Regions from separate parts of the Sus scrofa genome. Here region 1 is linked to region 2. The links are chromatin contacts, called in public Hi-C maps. All regions are on one chromosome and are shown on one strand. Each heading gives the region's core, a stretch centred on a gene start, on an enhancer-like site or on the middle of the called end of the contact. The rest is flanking DNA. Distances are from core to core; before and after follow the strand shown. Region 1 holds the start of GADD45B (growth arrest and DNA damage-inducible protein GADD45 beta). Region 2 overlaps GNG7 (guanine nucleotide-binding protein G(I)/G(S)/G(O) subunit gamma-7).

Region 1 (6,784 bases), core at 491-2,990, 51 kb after region 2:
ACTTACTTTTGCGCCGCGTTGTCGCATGCCACGAGCTCTTCCAGTGTCATGTTGCAGTTATAATCCACAGTGGAAAACAGCCACACGACAGTTCCAAGGATGAAAATGAAAAATCCGAGGCCGGAGAGCCCAAAGCCTTCCCACGGAGCCCGAGCGTTCGTCTAGACCTTCAGATCGCAGCGAAATCCTCTCCACAAAAAACGAAAAAGATTGCAAATACCTCAGCAAAAAATAATCCAGGAAGCGACCGCTAACAGCGCGAGTCCTCAGCTTCAATAATCTGAACCCGCGGCCGCGGGCACCGCCACTTATAGACTGTACAATAGGGGCGTGGCCCCGGTGGACCGTCTTCTCTTCCTATTGGAGGAAAAACAAAGGCGAGAGAAACAGGCGCCGCGGTTGGCTGGCGGTGGGAAGAGGGCGGGGCGCCGTGCGGGGGCGCCCCACGTGGGGGCGAGAGCTGGGAGGAGGGCGCGAGGGGGGGAGCGGGGAGTTTGAGTGCCAGAAAAAAAAAAAAGCAGAAGTTTTCTCCTGATTTCCCGGCAGCCGAGCCGCGTTTCGGGGCGCGCGCGGGATTTCCAGCGCGCCAGGCGGCCCTGACTTTCGGGGGGGCCTGGAATCCCCTCCCCGTCCTCGGAGAGTCCCCGGCCTGCACCTTTCCAAGTCCTGCTGGGGTTTTGCATGGGGAGAGAGCACTGTTTGCAGCCTGATCCTTTCTAGTGATGGTTTCCGGGATCTCCCCAGGCTGCAGGGACCCCAGACCCAGGGTGACTTAACTTTCTGGGCCCTTGTCTAATGGGAATGCAGCGCTGGCCTCCTTGGGTTGCAGGAGTGCAAAATAAAATTAGGAGTACGCAGTAAGCGAATAACAAGCAAGCGGTGATGGTTGCGGGAGACTGCCTCCAGGTCTCCAAAGTTGGGGGCTGCGAAGGCGGCCTGAGTCCCCACCTGTCCTATGACAATGCACACTGTCCTCATTGGGTTGCAGGAAGCCTTGACTTTAATAGGGAGGTACACAGTACGCACTCCGTAGAGTCAGTTACGACCTGGTAGTCGTAAGAGGCCGCCTCGAGGTACCCAGAAGCAAGGGTTGCAAAGCCTAGGACCGAGACGCGATGCCCCCTCCCCACCCGCCGCGAGTTTCAGGGTGGGGCGAGCGTGGGAGGTGCAGGTGGCTCCGCCTCGCAGGTTCCGCGCCCCCTGCTGGCGCCTCACTTTGGGTTGTTTGCACCTCCGCGCCTCACCTGACAGTGGGGGAATTAGAGGCCGGAGAGAGATCGAGGGAAAACATTTTTGCAGGCGTTGCGTGCTGCCACCTTGGCACGCTTCCCGCGATGCTCGCCACTTTTACTTCCTCCCTCCGGAGAGGGCGCTGAGTGTATTGAGAGTACTGTGTATCAGGCTCCCCCTATCACTTGCCTTATCTCTTAATCCCCAAGAACCTAGGAAGCAAGGGCTATGCTTATCTGCATGATGTAGAAGAGGAAACTGAGGCTTCGTGAGGCTTCCACTCCCTCAAGCTACGGGTTAATTCGTACTGGAACCACACTTGTGCGCCAGGCACGGCCGCACTCTGGGACTGCCGCCAGCCTCGCCCTCTCCCCGGGAAAGCAGTTCACGAGCCAGGCGGGCAGGCCCGCGTAGGACTTTCTCCCACGGTCGATCAGGGGCTCCCGGGTGACTCACAGCTGCGCCCCCTCCCCCGCCAGCCTGGGGTCTGGTCTCTGCCCCGCCGCTCGGTTCCCCCAGCTCCTCGGCCAGCGGTCGAGCTGACGCATCCCGCCGCCTCCGCGCCGCCCACCGTGGGGGCGCGAAATGTTCTGGGCGCTGTAAGGCGAGTTGGCGCCACCTGGCGGCCATACGAGGTCCCTGCGGCCCGCAGCGCCGGAAGGGACAGACCGGCGGGGGCCGGGTGAGGAGGAGGACTGAGGTAACAGCGGCAGTATTTTGTATACACAGTATTTTATATGTGCAACATGTATTTAATAAGTTTATAGATGCAATTTTTTGAAAAATCAAGTAAACTACTGCCCAGGGCTGCGAGTTTTGTTTTTCGTTTGTTTTTGTTCTTAGGGCCACACCCGCGGCATATGGAAGTTCCCAGGCTAGGAGTTGAATCAGAGCTGCAGCTGCTGGCCTACGCCACAGCAACGCAGGATCCGAGCAGTGTCTGCGACCTCCACCACAGCTCACGGCAATGCCGGATCCTTAACCCACAAAGTGAGGCTGAGGGATGGAACCGACAACCTCGTGGTTCTTAGTTGGAGTCGTTTCTGCTGCATCACACCGGGAACTCCCCCCCTGTTGTTTTTTTTTTTTTATGGTAAAATATGCGTGCTATATATCATTTTGACCATTTGTAAGCATACTGTTTGGTGGTGTTAAATATATTCACAATGCTGTGTCACAATCACCGTGATCTAGACCTCAAAATTTTCTATCATTCCCAACATAAACTCCTGGGAGTTAAACATGAGCTACCACCAGCTCCTGTCACCTACCATTATACTTTGTCTCTATGAATTTTATCCTTTAGGGAGGAGGAAGAGAGTGGGATGGACGGGCACTCAGGGTTTTTGTATGCAAACTGTTAAATTTGGAATGGACCAGCAATGGGCTCCTACTGCACAGCACAGGAAACTGTGTGTGATTGGGTCACTTTGTTGTACAACAGAAATTGAAGAGATGTTGTAAATCAAGTATACTTTAATAATAGTAAAAAAGGAACCTCCCATAGATGGGATCATAGTGTATTCATCCTCTTGTGTCTGACTTATTTTATTGAACATAATGTCTTCAAGTCTCATCCATGTATACGTCAGAATTTCCTACTTTTGGGAGTTCCATTCGTGGCTCAGTGGTTAACGAACCTGGTTAGGATCCAAGAGGATGCAAGTTCGAGCTCTGGCCTTGCTCAGTGGGTTTACAATCCTGTGTTGCCATGAGCTGTGGTGTAGGTTGCAGATGAGCCTCAGATCCTGGCTTGCTGTGGCTGTGGCACGGGCCAGTAGCTGTAACTGATTCGACCCCTAGCCTAGGGACTTCCATATGCCACGGGTGCGGCCCTCAAAAAAAAAAAAAAAGCAAAAAAAAAAAAAAAAAAGAATTTCCTCCTTTTAATTTAATGCTGACTAATATATTGCATGGATAGACCATATTTAGTTTATCCAATTCACCTGTTGTTGGGCATAGGGGTGGTTTCCAGTAATTGTTGTGTTGCATTACTTGTTTTTGTCCACAAAGTTTTATCGGAACCAGGGCAGGTTGTATGGTGAGGAGAGTGAAGCATCCACCACCTCAGGCACAAATTTTAAGGGAATGCTACAAAACTCAGTCGTCAAATAAGCAAATAATGTAGTTGATTGCAGTTGATTTACAATGTTGTGCCTTAATTTTTTTTTTTATGGCCTTAACTGCAGCATAAGAAGGTTCCCAGGCTAGGGGTCCAGTTGAGGTTGCAGCTGCTGGCCAAGCCACAGCCACAGCAACTCAGGATTCAAGCCACATCTGTGACCTATGCCATAGCTTGTGGTAATACTGGGTCTAAGCCATTGAGCAAGGCCAGGGATTGAACATGCATCCTCATGAACACTATGTCAGGTTTTCAACCCACCACTGAGCAACAATTCTGAACTCAAAGTTTAGTAGTTCCCTGGTGATTCCTTAGGTTAAGGATCTGGCATTGTCACTGTAGTGGCTTGTGTCGCTGCTGTGGCACAGTTTCGATCCCTGGCCCAGGAACTTCTGCATGCTGTGAGTGAAGCCAAAAAAGTTTTTTTTTAATTTTTTGTTTTTCTAGGGCTGCACCTGCGGCATATGGAGGTTCCAGGCTAGGGATCGAATGGGAGCTGTAGCCTCAGTCCTACACCACAGCTCATGGCAATGCTGGATCCTTAATCCACAGCGAGGAGCCAGGGATTGAACCTGTGTCCCCATGGATACTAGTCAGTTTCATCTCCAATGAGCCACAACAGGAGCTCGCCCCTGCAAATTTTTTTTTTTTTTTTTGTCTTTTTGCCTTTTCTAGGGCCACTTCCGCGGCATATGGAGATTCCCAGGCTAGGGGTCTAATCGGAGCCGTAGCCACCGGCCTACGCCAGAGCCACAGCAACACGGATCCGAGTCGCGTGTGCAACCTACATCACAGCTTACGGCAACGCTGGATCCTTAACCCACTGAGCAAGATCAGGGAACAAACCCGCAACCTCATGGTTCCTAGTCGGATTCGTTAACCACTGTGCCACGACGGGAACTCCACCCCTGCAAAAATTTTTAACCGAAATGTATGTCAAGAACTCCCCACCCATGATGAACAAAAGTCAAGATTTTAAGTACAGACATGATCTGGATGTCCCATTGTAGGTCAGTGATAACAAACCCAACCAGTATCCATGAGGATGCAGGTTCTATCCCTGGGCTTGCTCAGTGGGTTAAGGATCTGGTTTGTCATGAGCTGCGTTGTAGGTTGCAGGTGAAGCTCCGACCTGGCGTTGCTGTGGCTGTGACCGTAGGTCAGCAGCTGTAGCTCCAATTTGACTCCTAGCCTGGGAACTTCCATATGCTGTGAATGTGGCCCAAATAAATAAATAAATACAGATATGATCTGACAGGGCAGAGGGCAAGGAGGTGAGTTTTGTAGGTGCAAGTTCAGATCCTATCTTTACTTGTAATTTTGATCTTTTAGTCATCAGGAATTTTTTTTTTTGCTTTGATTTTGATTTTTTTTTTTTTTTGTCTTTTTGTCTTTTGTTGTTGTTGTTGTTGCTATTTCTTGGGCCGCTCCCGCGGCATATGGAGGTGCCCAGGCTAGGGGTTGAATCGGAGCTGTAGCCACCGGCCTACGCCAGAGCCACAGCAACTCGGGATCCGAGCCGCGTCTGCAACCTACACCACAGCTCACGGCAACGCCAGATCGTTAACCCACTGAGCAAGGCCAGGGACCGAACCCGCAACCTCATGGTTCCCAGTCGGATTCGTTAACCACTGCGCCACGACGGGAACTCCTGATTTTGATTTTTTAAAATATTGCATTAAAATATTTATCTTGATGATTGAGTTTTTGGCAGCCCCTTAAATTTTGCTTCTGAGTGCAGCCCTAAGGCTCTCCCTGTTTGCTTCTAGAAGTGACTCAGTCTACAGGGGTGGGGGAAGCATTCACCCCCCCCCCACCCACCCCGACAGAGAACGCGTCATCTGGGGACTTCACCAGCCAAAAGACAGGGCATATTCTCACCCACTTGGCGAATGAGATCCCTGGTCTCTAGAAGTGGTCAATGTGAGCACTTTTTTTTAGGGCTATACTCATGGCATCTGGAGGTTTCTAGGCTAGGGGTCAAATCGGAGCCGTAGCTGCCGGTCTACACCATCACCACAGCAACATGGGATCCAAGCCTCCTCTTCGACCTACACAACTCACAACAATGCTGGATCCTTAACCTATTGAGCAAGGCCTGGGATCGAACCTGCATCCTCATGGATACTAGTGAAATTCATTTCCTCTGAGCCAGAACAGATAAGCACTTTTAACATGAACTTTGCCTTAAATTGAAGATACTCATAAGAGCAAACTTCTTGAACATTTACTTCATGCTAAGCCTTTTGTAAGCAGTTTCACCTGCAGTGCCTACAAAATTGCACCTGTGTGATTGTTGCCATTTCCAGAGGTGGAACAGAGCCCTGGGAAGACAGTGCCGTATAGTCCAAGGGCACAGAGCTGAATGGTCCAAGGATGTCCCAAGATCCAAGAGTTCACACAAGATGCTTGGAGTCTGGAGGGAGGAGGCTGGGGGATGTGGGTCTGGGAGGAGAATAAGCAAAGGGAGTTTGGAAGGATGAGTAGGTGTTTCCTGGTGGAGACAGGAAATGGCAGACAGAGGCCTGGCGCCTTGCGGGGAGGCTGATGTGGCAGATGCAGAGGAAGGACAGGGCTATGCCTGGACTAGGGTGAGGAAAGAAGAGAAACTGGGAGGCGTGGGATTGAAAGGGGCTCCAGAAACTCAGTCAGCAAGATCATCTTTTTTTACCTCTCATTTTTTAAATTGGGAGAAAAATTCACATACCATAAAATCCACCCTTTTGGAGTATCCAGTTCAGTGGGGGTTTCTGTAGAGTCACAAGTTTGCAGCAGCATCACCACTAGTCCAGAATAAGATCAGTATATTTTTTTTTAATCTTTAAATTTATGTCTTTTTTCTTTTTTCTGTCTTGGTTTTGTCTTTTGTGTTTTTTCTTCTTTTTTGGTCTTTTTGCCTTTTCTAGGGCTGCTTCCTCGGCATATGGAAGTTCCCAGGCTAGGGGTCTAATTGGAGCTGTAGCCACTGGCCTACACCACAGCCACAGCAACTCCGGATCCGAGCTGCGTCTGTGACCTACACAACAGCTCTTGGCAACACTGGATCCTTAACCCACTGAACAAGGCCAGGGATGGAACCTGCGTCTTCATGGATCCTAGTTGGGTTGGTTAACTCCTGAGCCACAAAAGGAACTCCCACATTGGTTTTGATTTTTAAAAAATCTTACATGCAAATATGGTTTTTCATCATGCCGCAGTTCTTGCCTTTTCCTAGTCCCAGCCCTGCTTCTTGGGACCCACCTTAACCCCACCCCAAGCACACCTGGTGACGAGAGCCATGTCACGTGCTCAGAGGGGGAAGCCAAGTCTCTAGGAGGCTGGGGCGCTGGTCCGCCTGCAAGGGTGAAACCAGCTTCCCTCCCAGCATGGGTGCTGGGATGCTGCCAGATTGGGACTCCCAGGCCTGGGGAGGGACATTTGAATGGTGAGGGC
Region 2 (7,372 bases), core at 1,092-3,591:
CTGCCCTCCCTCTCTCACAGCCTCCTGCCCTTTAGCTCTGAGCTACACCCTCACGGGGCCAGGGTGACGGCATTTCCTTGGTGCCGGGAAGCTGAGAACAGGGGTGACCTGATCCACGGGCACTCAGCGCACTGGCCCGGCCTGGTTCCCAGCTTGCACACCCTCACATGACTACAGTCATCCTCTGGGTGGACAGAGAGGGCCCTTTCTTCTGCTCCTGCATCAGCTGCACTGTCACCCTCTGTCACCGCGGCTCATTGTCCTCCCGCCTCCGGGCTTCAGTCGAGGGCGGCCACTTGCCCTGCAGCTCTGTTTTCCCCTCGCTTGTGGGCATCTCATTCATTCTTTTTTTTTTTTTTTTTTCCTAGCCTTTTCTAAATATAGCTGCCCGGGGACCCAATTTAGCCCGTGTACAAAAGGACCAGCTGACAGGGAGTCACAAGACGCTGGTCTCTAGGGGGTACGCGCCTTCTGTTGGGAAACGTCTGCCTGGCAAAGACCCAACTGGTCTTTCACAGCCCCCGCATCCCACCAAAGGTCACGATGCACAAGGTCACAGAAGGCCCTTACATGGCCAGCCCTCTCCACGCCAGGCCAGGGTGACCTTGACCCTGGAGAAGCTCAGGCCCAGAGCTGGGAGCCCAGAGCCAGCCCTGGCTGGGGGTAGGGGGTAGCTCGGCTCCTGGCTTCTGGGGGGCTGTAAGAGATTTTGTCTCCTTTGTAGTAAAGTCCCAATGCCAGTGTGGTGGGAGTGGCCCTTCACAGGTCCCCTCTCTGTGTGACCCTGCTTGGGGCCAGGGGCAAGACCAGGAGACCATCCCACCCCAGCTGCTGAGGACCCTGCAAGGCACCTGCCCCTCCCTCTGAGCTGATCACCCTAACATACAATGTGCGTGCATCTCTGCAGAGCTTAGACCAGGGCTCCCCCCTCAGCACCACAGACACTGGTGCCAGGTTGTTCTCTGCAAGAAATCCACAGCCATGGAGTTCCCGTCATGGCTCAGCAGTTAATGAACCTGACTAGCATCCATGAGGACGTGAGTTCGATCCCTGGCCTCACTCTGTGGGTTAAGGATCCAGTGTTGCAGTGAGCTGTGGTGTAGGTTGCAGACACGGCTTGGATCTGGCATTGCTGTGACTGTGGCGTAGGCTGGTGGCTACAGCTCCGATTCAACCCCTAGCTTGGGAACCTCCATATGTCACGGGTTCGGCCTTAAAAGGCAAAAAAAGAAAGAAAGAGAGAAAGAGAGAGAGAAAGAGAGAAAGAGAGAAAGAAAGAAAGAAAGAAAGAAAGAAAGAAAGAAAGAAAGAAAGAAAGAAAGAAAGAAAGAAAGAAAGAAAGAAAGAAAGAAAGAAAGAAAAGGGAGTTCCTTTTGTGGCGCAGTGGTTAACGAATCCGCCTAGGAACCATGAGGTTGAGGGTTCGATCCCTGCCCTTGCTCAGTGGGTTAAGGATCCAGCATTGCCGTGAGCTGTGGTGTAGGTTGCAGACGTGGCTCGGATCCCGAGTTGCTGTGGCTCTGGCGTAGGCCAGTGGCTACAGCTCCGATTCGACCCCTAGCCTGGGAACCTCCATATGCCACGGGAGCGGCCCAAGAAATAGCAACAACAACAACAACAACAGAGACAAAAAGACCAAAAAAAAAAAAAAAAAGAAAGAAAGAAAGAAAGAAAAGAGAAAAGAAAGAAAAGAAAAGGTCCACAGCCATGACGGTGCACACTGGTGCAGCCATCAGCCAGCCAGCTCCCCAGCCCTGCAAGAGGGTGGCTTATTCTCAGCAGAAGCCCGGAGCCTGCTTTCCCAAACCTCATCTCATTCTGTTTTGCTTTGGGATTTTTTTTCCTCTTTAACACAGCAGCCCGCCCGCCTCCTCTGCTTCTGAACGCAGTGTACCGGGAGCGGGAGCAGTTCTTTAGCCCCGGTGGGGAAGAGCCTGCTTTCCCACCCCTGCTTTGTTTGTCCTCCTGTCAAATCTGGCTGGAGGTTTGTGTTTGGGAGGGTTTTGTGTTTTTTCCTTCCTCTTTAATGTCAGGCGGGGATGAGGGTCAGACTGCCGGGCCCTGGGAGGAAAGAATTCAGAAGCTCGGTGAGCTGTAAAGCTACCGGTTCCGGAAGTTTTAAAGCAAAATGAAGGCTGTTTCTGTTCTCTCCGAGGACAAGCAGTCTCTGCCGCCTGCCTGCCTCCCCTCCACACACACACCCCCACCCCTTCCCGAAAGCAGAGCTCTGCAGGCCCAGGACAAGGCTGGGGACAACAGGGACACTGGCTCCTGCTGCCCAACACCGCCTCCTTCCACAAGGCCACCTTCCTCAGGTTCTGACTCACCCAGCTCACTGGCCATACGAGCCCCAGCTGCCTGGATGAGGAGGCTGGGAGGAGGATTTCAGAACTGCCTGGAAGCAGCCAGGCTCTGAGCTGGGATTCACCAAGGCCGACTTCCTGTGCCATCAGGAGATGACATGCATGTGGTGCTCATGTCCTGGAGCAGGGTGGCCTGCTGATGGAGAAGCCGCCAGGAATACCTCTGGTTTGCACACTTTACCTGCGCCTCAGGGCTGGTGCAAAAGAGAAGGGCAGCCGCTCAGTGTCCTGTCCATGCCCAGCGGGAAGAGTGGATGCCAGCCCCACAACCAGCATCTAGCACAGAAAGTGCTAGAAAAAAGCAGGCTGACAGTCAGAAGACCCCTCTCAGGCCCCCCTGGCCAGCACATCAGCTCTCCAGGCCACCTAACAAGCTATCGAGTCCAGCTTATGGTTCTGGGAGTCAGTGGTCAGGCCGAGGTATGGCCACCCTCTCTGCTCAGGGCCTCACCAGGCTGCAGTTGAAAGCCTCATCTGGAGCTCATTTTGGTTGTTCCAGAATTCAGTTCCTTGCAGCCATAGCACTGGGCTTCCCCTTCCCTTGCAACCTCCTCCATTTCTTGTCACCTAGCCACCTCCATCGTCAGAGCTGGCAACAAGGGCTCTCCCTCATGTGGGATCCCTTTCACCCTTGTTCCCCTGATTAGAGTAGGCCCACCAAGGACAGCCCCTATCATGGACACAAGGTGGCCCCAGAGCCATGTCCCCTAGTATTCTCGGGTGCTGCACACTTAGAGAGGGGATGGCACAAGGTCACTGGGCGTCATCGTAGAGGTGTGGACAGACCCCACGAGGCCCTTGCTAGGTTGCTGGTGAAGGTGGGGTGTGTGACAAAGGCTTCATAATTGCCAGCCAGTCCCCCAGGTGCGGCCCAGGGGGGTCACTCCAGGTCACAGGTGGGGGGGGGGGCATTAGCCCTGACTCAGGGTAGGCCCTGAAACCAGCACCACACCCCAGAAATAAAACCTTCATTCCCATGTCTCATGAGCCTCCCTGTTGTCATTAATGGCAAAATTCAGGACAGAGGCATTGACATGAGGGCTCTGTCAAGGGATTCTAATCCAGTGCTTCTCAACTGGAGGGGTGGTCCTGCCCCCTGGAGACATGGGGCTATGTCTGGGGACACCTGTGGTTGTCACAGCTAAGGGGTTTCTGGTGTGGGGAGGGCAGGGATGCTGCTCTGCCTCCCACAGTGAATGACCTGCACCAGTGTCAGCAGGGCTGTAGGGGGACAGGGGGAGGACAGACCCTGGACTAGTTCATCCTCCTCAGGACAGTAGGTGGCCTTTTGGGGACATTCTCTCTCTCTGAGAGCCAGGGCTCCCACCTCACCTCATCCCAGGCCTGGTAGCTCATGCTGCTTCTAGTCGTTGTATCTCTGAGATGCAGAACAGAGGAGCAGCGGGCTAGGGGGAGAACAGAGTCCTGAACCCCCTGTTTTCAATCCTCCAGCACTACGTGACCCGCTTTTCCATGAACGGAGCAGTTAGTCTAGGTCTTGCCTAGAACCTCCCTGGGGGAAGAGGTGCAGCCGTGGCTTCCCAGGAACCGGCTGCTCTGCAGGTCCACATTCTGCAGGTTGTGGAAATGACAGCCTGGCCGGCTGGGGCGGGGTCCTCAGGAGCTCCCTCTAGGGCCACCAGAACCAGAAGCCGCTCCTCGAAGGCCCTGCTCCCCTTGCCTCTGCCCCGCCAGCCACATTTTTCACATTCTTTTCCTTCTACGCAGCCTGAAGCAGCCAACTTTCAGAGGCTTCCACTGGCATCCTGTCCTCTCTTCTGGTGAGGAGGCAGCACTGGTGGCCGGTGTCGTTTCTCAGGCCGGCCGAGCGGCACCCTCCCAGCTATGCGAGCTATGTATGGAATTCAAAGCCATTGCAGGCATGGCATTCTCGCTGTCACTGCTTCCTGAGCAGCCGGAAAGCACCTCCGGTGCTGAGATGGCATCGCAGGCTGAGCAGGGGGCATGTCTGCTGGGGCCTCTGTGTCTGCCTGCCAGAGATGCCCTGCGGGATGGGGTGTCCTCCCTGGCCGCCTGGGCTACATGCCCATCCCACTCTCCCATCTGCCCTGCGCCTCAGCCTCGGGGCCCCAGGCTGGCTGGCTGCTTCTTGGCTTTGCCTCCAACAAGGTCTCAGATCCCTGTCTGCCATGTGTTCCTCCCCCCACCCCGCCACAAGAGCGATCCGGACACATAGTCATGTCAGGCATCCTGGCAGACCCAGAGTAGAAAGCCACCTTAGAGCCCACAGTGCCTGGCCTGCCTGAGGGAGTGCCCATTACCCCATCTAACCCGCCCAGCCAGAAGGAAGCAGACATGACTGCCAGGAAACACCAGCCAGCAGTAGCAAAGGAACAGAGACATGATAAGTCCTCCTGGGGGGTGGGGAGGGGCTGTCCTCCATGGGGGCAGAGGTGATTATGCAGGGGCCTCTCAGGAGCACACACGTGTAGCCGTGTTGGAAGCTGGCAGGACAGCCTGCTCATGTCCTGGGAGAAAATGCAGAGTTCCCTCTTTGGCACAGTGGGTTAAGGAGCTGGTGTTGCTACAGCTGCAGTGTAGTTCACAGATGCAGCTCAAATTTGATCCCTGACCTGGGAACTTCCGTATGCCGTGAGTGTGGCTGAAAAAGATAAAAAAAAAAAAAAAAAAAGGACGGGAACTCCAAGATCCCCAGCATCACTTACAAACCATAACCAGACAGGAGGCACTCAGGGTTTTCTCTGACGCTGGTGGCCACTCAGGCCTGCCCCAGGCCCAGTGCTGGTGTCACTGATGTCCCCAGTGTTCTGCCCTAGTCCTTCCTCAGAAAAAGAAGCATCACCCCCCAGTGTGTGGAGACCCTCAGACCTGGGTCCCCCCATGTCTATACTCTTTGCCAAATGCACTGGGCCATGGACGATACAGGGACCGTGCCCCGCTGGTATTTGTCTTTCTCTTTCTGACTGACTTCACTTAGTATGAGAGTCTCTAGTTCCATTCATGTTGCTGCAAATGGCATTATTTTCTTTTTTATGGCTAAGTAATATTCCATTGTGTATATACACCACATCTTAATCCATTCATCTGTCGATGGACATTTGCTGATTGTTGTTTCCATGCCTTGGCTAATGTTTGTAGTGATGCAATGAACATAGGAGTGCATGTATCTTTTTCAATGAAAGTTTTGTCTGGTTACATGCCCAGGAGTGGGATTGCTGGGTCATATGGTAGTTCTATATTTAAAGTTTCTATATTTTTCTGAGATATCTCCATACTGTTTTCCATAGTGGTTGTACGTACTTTCCTTCTGATTAGGAAAATATATAGCTTCTACTTCAACACCAAGATGAGGGCTTTTCTTTTTCTTCCTTTTCTTTTTCTTTTTCTTTTTTTTTTTTTTTTTCTCCTTTTCTTTTCTTTTTTTCTTTTTAGGGCCGAACCCACGGCATATGGAAGTTCTGAGGCTGGGGTCAAATTGGAGCTGCAGCTGCCAGACTACATCACAGCCACAGGAACATGGGATCCAGGCCTTGTCTGCGACCTATGCCACAGCTCACAGCAACACCAGATCCTTAACCCACCGAGGGAGGCCAGGGATTGAACTCACGTCCTCATGGATACTAGTCAGGTTCGTTACTGCTGAGCCACAACAGGAACTCCCTCTTTCTTTTTTTTTTTTTTGCAAAATGTTTACTTAAAAATGTCATTCCAGGGAGTTCCCATCATGGCCCAGCAGAAACAAATCCAACTAGGAACCATGAGGTTGCAGGTTCAATCCCTGGCCTCACCCAGTGGGTTAAATGATCTGGTGTTGCCATGAGCTGTGGTGTAGGTCACAGATGCGGCTTGGATCTGGCATGGCTGTGGTCGACAACGGCAGCTCCTGTTGGACTCCTAGCCTGGGAACCTTCATACGCTGCCAGTGTGGCCCTAAAAAGCCAAAAAAAAAAAGTCATTCCATGCATATGATGAAATATCACTCAGCCATGAAAAGGAGAGAAGCATCAACATTTGCTACCATATGGATGGACCTTGAGACCACAATGCTCAGTGAGAGAAGCAGACACAGAAGGACACAGATTGTGTGATTCTGTGGATGTGAAATATCCTATTTCTCTTTAAAATTTCAACTTGAGATGGTTTTAGGCAGAGCAGTCACACTGTGATGATGCTTCAGGGGGTCAGAGTGGAAGATATTTCTGAGAAAAACATCCTGAGAAAAAGATATCATAAGGAACTGCCAGCCCTTGGGAGAGGCAGGCAGACAGGTGTACCAATCACCTGGGTGAACACAGGTCCCCATACAAGATGTGACCCCACGCAGAAAGGCCCAGGATGGTGCGTTGCATGACCTGGGGAGCACTTCTACCCAGGGGGTGGAAAAAGAGAACTCTGGTTACTTCAGCCCCTTCTAAGGGCACTGATCCCATTTATGAGGGTCCACACTCATGACCTAGTCAGTCACCTCCCAAAGGCCACACCTCCTGATACCGTCACATTGGGAATAGGGCTTCATCATGCATTCTGTATGTGCGGGTTGGCGGGACACAACATTTAGTCCAAAGCAAGCAGGCTGGTTGGGGGGTGGAATTCCAGGAAGAGGAAAGTGAGTGACTGAGTGACAAGCTTTGACTTTGTACTTGATTTTCTGAGGGCTCAGGGGCCCTGGGGAGTTTCTGAGTAGGGCAGGGACAGACTCAAAGATGTTTTCAGGTGTTGCTCCAGCTGTTGAGAGGAGGGATGGAGGGGGTGGGGAGGGGGCAAAGGAGTCTGTCTGGGGCTGCTGAGGGCCCTTCTGGGGCAGTAGAGGGAGGGGTCAGCTAGACCGAGAAGTCTCCAGGGATGGCTGGCCTGGTCCCCATCACTCTAGCTCTGGACCCATTGCAGCAGATGGAAACATATGTATATTTGTTTTAGATGCTAACTTCATTTTTTCTGTGTGAAAAATCACACAATTCAAATGAGCCACCTCCCAAAGTAGTACTAGGGACTCCAACCCCTGGAACCCAGTAACCAAAATGCCATAT

The links. Hi-C and Micro-C count contacts between places; a contact is called where the count stands out from the background.
Region 1: a Hi-C map of retroperitoneal adipose tissue shows a contact between it and region 2, with 2.2 times the contacts expected there. The contact joins the promoter of GADD45B here to the enhancer-like site in region 2. A contact is called at or near these places in 1 of 5 promoter capture datasets (liver), 13 of 47 Hi-C or Micro-C datasets (alveolar macrophages, embryonic fibroblasts, epiblast stem cells and 6 more) and 1 of 2 datasets of contacts at active chromatin or transcription factors (skeletal muscle).

Annotation. Positions count from the first base shown.
Region 1 is chr2:76,109,718-76,116,501 of Sscrofa11.1, forward strand. It overlaps GADD45B (growth arrest and DNA damage-inducible protein GADD45 beta), which reads right to left and starts at 1,741. Exons shown (of 5, transcript XM_005654701.2): 1 at 1,245-1,741; 2 at 7-357. The coding sequence starts at 50.
Region 2 is chr2:76,058,585-76,065,956 of Sscrofa11.1, forward strand. The region is part of intron 4 of GNG7 (guanine nucleotide-binding protein G(I)/G(S)/G(O) subunit gamma-7); the gene reads left to right. Among named protein-coding and RNA genes, the nearest start is that of GADD45B, 49 kb to the right of the region's middle. Within about 2 kb of position 2,342, at least 20 of the 83 cell types and tissues checked have an H3K27ac peak or open chromatin away from gene starts, as enhancers often do. A contact at or near this core is called in omental adipose tissue and retroperitoneal adipose tissue, where this site is marked.